2 separate regions of the Mus musculus genome follow, and region 1 is linked to region 2. The links are chromatin contacts, called in public promoter capture Hi-C maps. All regions are on one chromosome and are shown on one strand. The core of a region is the stretch at or near the end of the contact, and the rest is flanking DNA. Distances in the headings are between cores, read along the strand shown. Region 1 holds the start of Vwce (von Willebrand factor C and EGF domains). Region 2 holds the start of Best1 (bestrophin 1).

The links. Capture Hi-C pulls out chosen DNA fragments and counts their contacts.
Region 1: a promoter capture Hi-C map of liver shows a contact between it and region 2. The contact joins the promoter of Vwce here to the promoter of Best1 in region 2. A contact is called at or near these places in 1 of 39 promoter capture datasets (cranial neural crest) and 2 of 9 other capture datasets (liver and pancreatic islet).

What each region holds. Positions count from the first base shown.
Region 1 is chr19:10,632,350-10,635,921 of GRCm38.p6, forward strand. Vwce (von Willebrand factor C and EGF domains) reads left to right here and starts at 1,884. Exons shown (of 20, transcript NM_027913.2): 1 at 1,884-2,234. The coding sequence starts at 2,125.
Region 2 is chr19:9,999,469-10,003,228 of GRCm38.p6, forward strand. It overlaps Best1 (bestrophin 1), which reads right to left and starts at 2,165. Exons shown (of 12, transcript NM_011913.2): 1 at 1,990-2,165. It also overlaps a transcript of Rab3il1 not described here.

The DNA of each region.
Region 1 (3,572 bases), core at 634-3,133, 630 kb after region 2:
ACTTGGGAGGCAGAGGCAGGCGGATTTCTGAGTTCGAGGCCAGCCTGGTCTACAGAGTGAGTTCTAGGACAGCCAAAGTACACAGAGAAACCCTGTCTCGAAAAACCAAAAAAAAAAAAAAAAAAAAAAAAAAAAAAAAAGAAAAGAAAAGAAAAGAAAAGGGTGTAAGGGTCCTCCAGTCCGAATTTCCTACTTTCTATATCTAGAAATCTACAGTAGGGCAATGAGGGTTTTGATCTTCCACCTGCTAGCGAGTGAGTTCTGCAGAGGAGAGTGTGGGGCTACAGCAGTGAACGGAAGTGGAGAGGTATGCTGGGTGATAAACAACAAATGTCATGAGCCATGAGGGCTGTAGTAAGGGGATTTATCCTGTGTGTAGTGGTTTCAGAGATAGCTTCCCAGGGATGGGAAGGAAGAACACCTGTCTTGTGACAGTAGCAAGCGCAGCCTCTGCCTTTTCCAGGCAAGAAAGCTGCCCTAAGGAGTCTGAAGGTCCTTAGGACTCGATGTGTAGGTACAGAGAAGTCACATTCATCTTTGGCACTATGCTTGCTGTGAGCTTGACTAGATAATAGAATGGGCCCAAACAAGATGAGATACAGGTCCAAATGTAAGTCTCGGTTCAGCCACGTGGGTTAAGGTAGAAAGATGGCTGGCCAGTTGTTATGCCAACAGCTAGTTGTTATGGCAGAATAACCTCCATAAAAGCAAGCAAGCAAGGAAGGAATGGTTTATCTGGCTCACAGGTGCAGCCATCTTGGCAGGGGAAGCATAGAGAGCCAGATGAATGTTAGCACTCACTTTATGGTCTTTGTATTTGGTCCGGCCCATGTGACAATGCCACTCACATTTAGGATGGGTCTTCACAACTCAGTTAAATCCTTCTGGAAACAGCTCTGACACACACAAAGGTTTATTGCCTAGGAGCTTCTATATCCATTCAAGTTGAAAATAACAATTAGCCATGGCACCACAACATCCAAAAGTACTTGAACTTTTCCTCTTACTGCAAATTAAGGGTCGGGGGACCAACAAGCATCAAACACCCGAGTTAACGTTTGCTCAGAAACTAAAAGGAAAGTGTCTGTGAGAAGGCAGCTAGCATCCAGGTCATCTGTGCACAGTTTATCTGTGGTCACCAATGCCAATGATCTTGGGATCAGCACGAGGCAGAAGCGAAGGATTTAGTCGTGCTTGGGAAGTACAGTTTTTAAAAACTAGTTCAGCCAATTTTTCTTATTCCTAGAAGTCTTTACACAGACGCTTGACTAATCCAGACTGGGTAGGGTTAGGCGGGGCTTGCTACCAGAACAAGGTAAAACTCGAGCCTTCTTTTCGCTTCCTCCCAACTAGATCTTTCTCAGTTCTATCATTTTGCTCTACATTCTTCAGCCTAAACCTCTTCTAGCCTGAGCCAACTTCGAAGCCTGAGCCCAAACACTGAACCTTCTAGTTCTGCGCCCCTAGCTCCCTTGCCACCTGCGCACTGCTTTCTTACCTCCCAGGTGAGCTAGGAAGCTGTCCACTCAACCATTTGACTCCCAGCAGGTAGCTTGTGGGTTCAAAACAGGCTAATGTCCTTTGGCAAGGAAGCAGACTAAACCACCAATACACTATCCTTACCATCTAGTGGGCTTGGGGAGAGTCAAAACTGCCTCGCTTCAGTGCCCTGGGTTTGAGTGTCCACAAGTCTCACCTACTGAGAATTCAGATTGGATTCTATGGAAACTCAAAAACCTTGTTCCTGAAGTTTCTTTCCAACTTGGTTCGAAGCCTTCAGTCATTCTGTGGAAAGCGACTCCCAAACCCAGGCTGGGGGTGTGGGCCGAGGGTGAAACCCCGCCCTCGGGGTCCCTGATCTTTGCTCCCGCCCCAGGCTCCACGCCTCCCGGAGAGGCACCGGCGGGCGGCGCTCCTTTTGTGTGTTTCTTTCCAAGGTGCAAGGACCCCCACCCCCACCCGCCTAGGCAGTCCTCCCCTAACCACCAGCCCTCTTCTCGTCGTCCTCAGTCCCTGCCAGCTGTGGGGGAACCAGATCGCTTCCAGGAGGAGGGACAAGGTCGGTAGCCCCCTCCCCGGTGCGGGACCTGAGCCCAGTAGAGTCCAGGACCTCTGCTGCCAGTCATGTGGGCTAGACTGTTGCTCCATGTCGCCTACATCTTGATCCCGTTGCTGGGGTCTTCAGCCCGAGGCTATACCGGGAGGAAGGCGCCAGGGCACTACTCTGCGGAGAGGTAAGAGCCCGGTGCCTTTCAGCGGCCCAGCCTTCTAGCGCCACTGCGTGGAGCTGGAAGACACTAGCATAGGGCAGCTGCTGGACCTGTAGCCTCTGTGGCGAGGGCACACCAGGGGTCTGGACAAAGAGACAGTAGTTTGTGCCAGTTGGGTGGCCCTGGCTGGGGACTGCTCTGGCTAAGGAATCTGGGAGATGGAGATCGCGGCTCCAAGGAATCTTGTACTATGGGAATAGGCTGACCCTCTGGCTAGGGAACCCCAGCACATGCCAATTGGTCTCAACTGCCTGGCTTTCTTCCTTGGTGGTGCGGGACCCCCTCCGTTTCTGCACACGTTGCTTTGGGGTTGGGGGTTTTCTCAGTGTCTCTTGCTCTCTGCACCCGGTGGACCTTGGAGCCACCGGTGGCTCAGGGTTATGCTTTGGTATCTGCGCATGTGTGCACAGGCCGGGGAGGCGGGAGGCCGCAGGCGACAGGCGGGAGGCGTGTCTTTCCAAACCCAATCATTTTCCCTAAGTTTGTCTTAGTCCTCTACCACTAAGGGGTGATGAGGGAGTGGTGATCGTGTGTGCGTGATGCTTATAGCAAGGGTACACGTTGTCAGCGGGTGGCCTGGCCCACGGCCACATCTTCCCAGGGGCGCTCAGAGGGGCTGCCCTGGAGGAAGAGCTTACCGCCCAGCACGTGGGTTCTGCGATCTCTTGCAGTTCCTGCAGATCTCCCACCACCTGTCTCCCTGGCATCACTGTGCCACACACGAAAAGCTCCTTGGGGCTTTCTGGTGGGCACCCTACCCTTGCCTATCTGAAGTGGAACTCCACCAGCTTCCACAGGCACCCTACCATTTACCACTTCGATGGCACCTCACGCCCCTTTCAGAGCCCCCTTTGGCTTAGCTATTAAGTTGTTCTGTAGATCCCAGCTGCCGGATTCTCTGCCTCAGCTGTTGCTATCATCGTTTCTATGTGTGACATCACTGTTGGTCTGGTTTGTCTTCACTGGTTTTGACTTCTGAGAGGAAAAAAGGACTTGGCCCTAGGGAAAATCCCCAGCAAACTTTCCTGTACTGCTATGGTTCCCCCTAGGTTTCCACATTTGACCCAGATTATTAACCCTAAGAGCCAGGCAAGTTCGTCTTATCCTGTATCATTTCTGTCTGATACATGGACAGGCATAGAGGGTGCTCTGGTTGGTGGGATGAAATCCCCATCAGCTCTGGGTATGTGGGGAAAGTCATCTGGTGCCTATTGCTTTGCCTGGGTTCATGGTCCTTGCTCCACGGCTCCAGGAGTTCTAGCCCTTGTTAATCTCCCGGTTAGCCCATGCTCAGGCTGGTCC
Region 2 (3,760 bases), core at 915-3,414:
TTCCTCTCCCGCTCCCACACCCCTTCAGACACTCCCTAAGGAAACTGAGCTTGCAGGTGATTCTGACACACAGGTTTTTGCCTGTTTAACTCTGTTCAGAAGGGAGGGGGGATTGTTTCACCATGACCTTGACTACGTTTCTAATCATAGTGAACAATAAAGCTGGTGTTATCCTGAGAGTCTGCTGAGATTGGGGGCAATCTTGGAGGATGAAAAGTACCCACCCCTCCCTGCCACTCTGTCCCTGTCCTTAATTGGACAGAGAAGGGACAGGACAGTTGTGAATGTCTTTTCATCTGAAAAGAGGGTGAGAATAAGTGCTGGCTCACTTACTGCAAGATGAGAGTGAGAGTGATAGACACGGCAGGCCTGGGGAGGATCTGCAAAGTCAAACCCAATGCTGCCTGCGCCCCACTGGGCAGGGGCAGACCCAGTGCTGCCTGCGCCCCACTGGGCAGGGGCAGACCCAGTGCTGCCTGCGCCCCACTGGGCAGGGGCAGACCCAACTTGCCCAGGTGCGGGTTTTCCATTGTAATGTACAGCTGGACCGAGAATCTCTGTGGGCTCCTACCTGTTTCTCCTCTTTTCTTCAATACATACTGACCTTCACAAGAGAGCTTGCTATCTAATAGGTGTTCTCTCTCTCTCTCTCTCTCTCTCTCTCTCTCTCTCTCTCTCACACACACACACACACACACACACACACACACACACACAGAGTCTACATTGAGGTGTGTTCTCATGTAGCTCAGGATAGCTTTGAACTTTCTATGTAGCCCAGGACCATGAAATTCTAACACTTCTCTCTGTACTTCCTGAGAGCTGAGATTACAGATGTGAGCCACCATATCCAACAGATAAGTGCTGGGGATCCAGTGCAGGGTTTCATGCACACCAGGCAAGAACTCCTCCCACTGAGATAAATCCCAGTCCAATAAATATATATTTAATTAAAGTTGAATATGTTTCTAGCAGAGTAGTTCAAAACAAAACACCTGTAAACACTGCCTTAAACACTGCCTTAATGGACTCCTGCATCCCTTATGTTGGTCACTAGAGGTCACCATTGACTTAGTTCTTGCCAGGGAAGCCTAGTCCAGTTGTTCAGGTGTCAGTGATCATCAAAGTTGTCTTTGGAAGTCGCCGTTATCTCCTTGACCATTACCAGTAGCTACATAGTATTTTAGAAGAGCTGGGAAGTGCTGGAGAACTTCTTTGGTTTTCTGTGAAGCCCAGTTCTTCACCGTTAACCAGTTCTTCACTTGCTAGTGCTGCTCTCTGCTTCTTCCAGTCTCAAGATGTCTCCAGAGACACTGTGAACAATCTGCTCCTAGACCCACACAACTCTAAGCACATTCAAACATAAGACATGGTGTCCCACGGGCCTCAAACACAAATGTGTCTCCAGTCAACCAGACAGGCCTCAGGTATACAGTAAAGCCCAAGACATACCTGGATACAGGACCCCAGAATAACCTCCTACAAGGAGAGTGCCCAGCGCAGCCAAGACCACTCTCCCTTTCCATCCCACAAGAAGTTATTCAACAAAACATCTCTGATACCAGGGTAGAATCTGTTCTAACTCCTGCCTCTAAGAAGACAAGAGTTGAGAGACTCTAAAAAAAAATATTTAAAACCTCCAGCAGAGAATGGGAGTGAGAGTGTCTGAGAGGCCAGGGAAGCCTACAGAGTGGGAGCTCTGGAGTTGGTGTTTGAAGCAGGAGTAGAAGCTCACTGAGCCGAGAAGATGTAAGCACATAAGAACAGCCCACGGCAAGTCACTGAGGCATTGCCGAGGGACTGTTGAGTGTAAAACACTCAGGTGACACTGGTGCTCAAGGCAGACCTTTTGGCCAAGGCCACATCACTACCAATGAACCAGGACTAGGACCCGGGACCTAAAGTCTTCTAAGTTTGGGTCCTGGGCCCTTTCTACCACGAACCATGACCTCTGCCCTGGAGGAGGGTTACCTGGGGCCTGAGGCTTACCTGTTAGGGTTTCTGTAGGGTTTGAAGGGAGGTCTGAGGAATGAAGGGTGTGCAGAGAAGACTTTGATGGTAGCAGAGCCCATGCTCTCTAGCCCTCTGGTAGAGAGTCATGTCAGGGAGCAAGCAGAGCACATAGGGCTGATGGGTGAAGGTTCTGGACCCAGAACATTACAGCCTCCTCATCTAAGATCGCCATGGCAACAAGAGCATCACAGAGGGCCTGACCTTTGCCAGGCAGGTAGAAGAGGACCAGACTTGGCAGAGGGCAGTAAGCAGTAGGCCCTGGGCTGGGCCTGGCAGACCTGGCTGCTGTCTCCAGGTTCTGCATAGGGTGCCTGCTAGCCCACTCTCCTCCTCTGGGCCAATCACAGAATAAACAGGGAAGAAACCAAGAGGTGGATTAACACAGCTGGACAGGGAGGCAGAGGACATATAGTGCCACTCCAGGGACAGGAAGGAAGACAGTCAATACCTCTTTCCTGACACGAAGCAGCTCTCATTGCTAAAGCTCTGGGAGACTGGCATAATAACCTCTGACCTTTTCAGAGGGGCAACAGGGATAAGGTGAGACAGGGAAAGGCTGGGAGACAAGTCCCAGCACCACCAAGCCATATCCCACAGATAGCAATGAAATAATACAGAATAGACCAGAACCAACCCAGAAAGAGACACATGGTGAGAACTCAGCACAACCTGGGGGAAAGCTAGGATCTCTAGTCGTGTGGTGCTTCATGGACTCCACCCTGCAGCTACCAGCCAGGTGAGGACCTGACCCTACCCTTACCTCTCACCAAATCCCCATCTGTTCAGTGAATTTATTTGTTTGTATGTATGTATGTATGTATGTATGTATGTATGTATTTAGTTTTTGGTCTTATGTGTATAGGTGTTTATCTGTATAACATATGCATGCCTGGTACCTGATGCAGCCAGAAGAGGGCACAGTATCCCTTGAGACTTGAGTTTCAGATGGTTGTGAGTCAACATGTGGGTGCTGGAGATCAAAGTCAGGTCCTCCGGAAGAAGAGCCATTGCTCTTAACTGGTGAGCCACAGTTGACTGAATTCTTGATACAAAGACCTACTACATAGTCCAAGTTCCTTGGGGGATATCAAGCAGCAAAAGCCTTTTTCTCTGTGGGCTCCTCAGCCTCAGTGAATTGCTTTGCCTGTCTATTTCCTCTTAGAACATGGACTCTTACACTGAGGCCCCTTAGCACGCACACACACTATACAACACACACACACACACACTGAGGCCCCTGAGCACACACACACACACACTATACAACAGATTGTTAGAGATGCAAGGATCTGAGGCTTCCACCCCAGACCTCCTCAGTCATAATCTGCATTTCATTTTTTTTTTTTTAGTTTTGTTTACTTATTGGTGTGTGTGTGTGTGTGTGTGTGTGTGTGTGTGTGTGTGCTTGAATACCACAGTACACATTCGGAGGTCAGAGGACAACTTTCAGGAGTTGGTTCTCTCCTTCCAGCTTGTGGGTCTCACGAATCAAACTAAGCCTTGACCGCAAGCACTGTTATCTACATCTGAGTCAGGTGTACAACCTGGGTTGAGAGGTTGGCTTCGGGCGATGGTGAGAGAGAGAAAAGTCCATTACTGTTTTCATTTCAAAAGCACTGCGTTCTTTTGTTTGTTTGCTGTTGACACAGGCCTTGAACCTGATGTGTATCTGAAGATGACCTTGAACCCCTAATTATCCTTTGCCCGTTTCCTAAGTGTTAAGATTGCAGGCCCAACTTATGCAGTG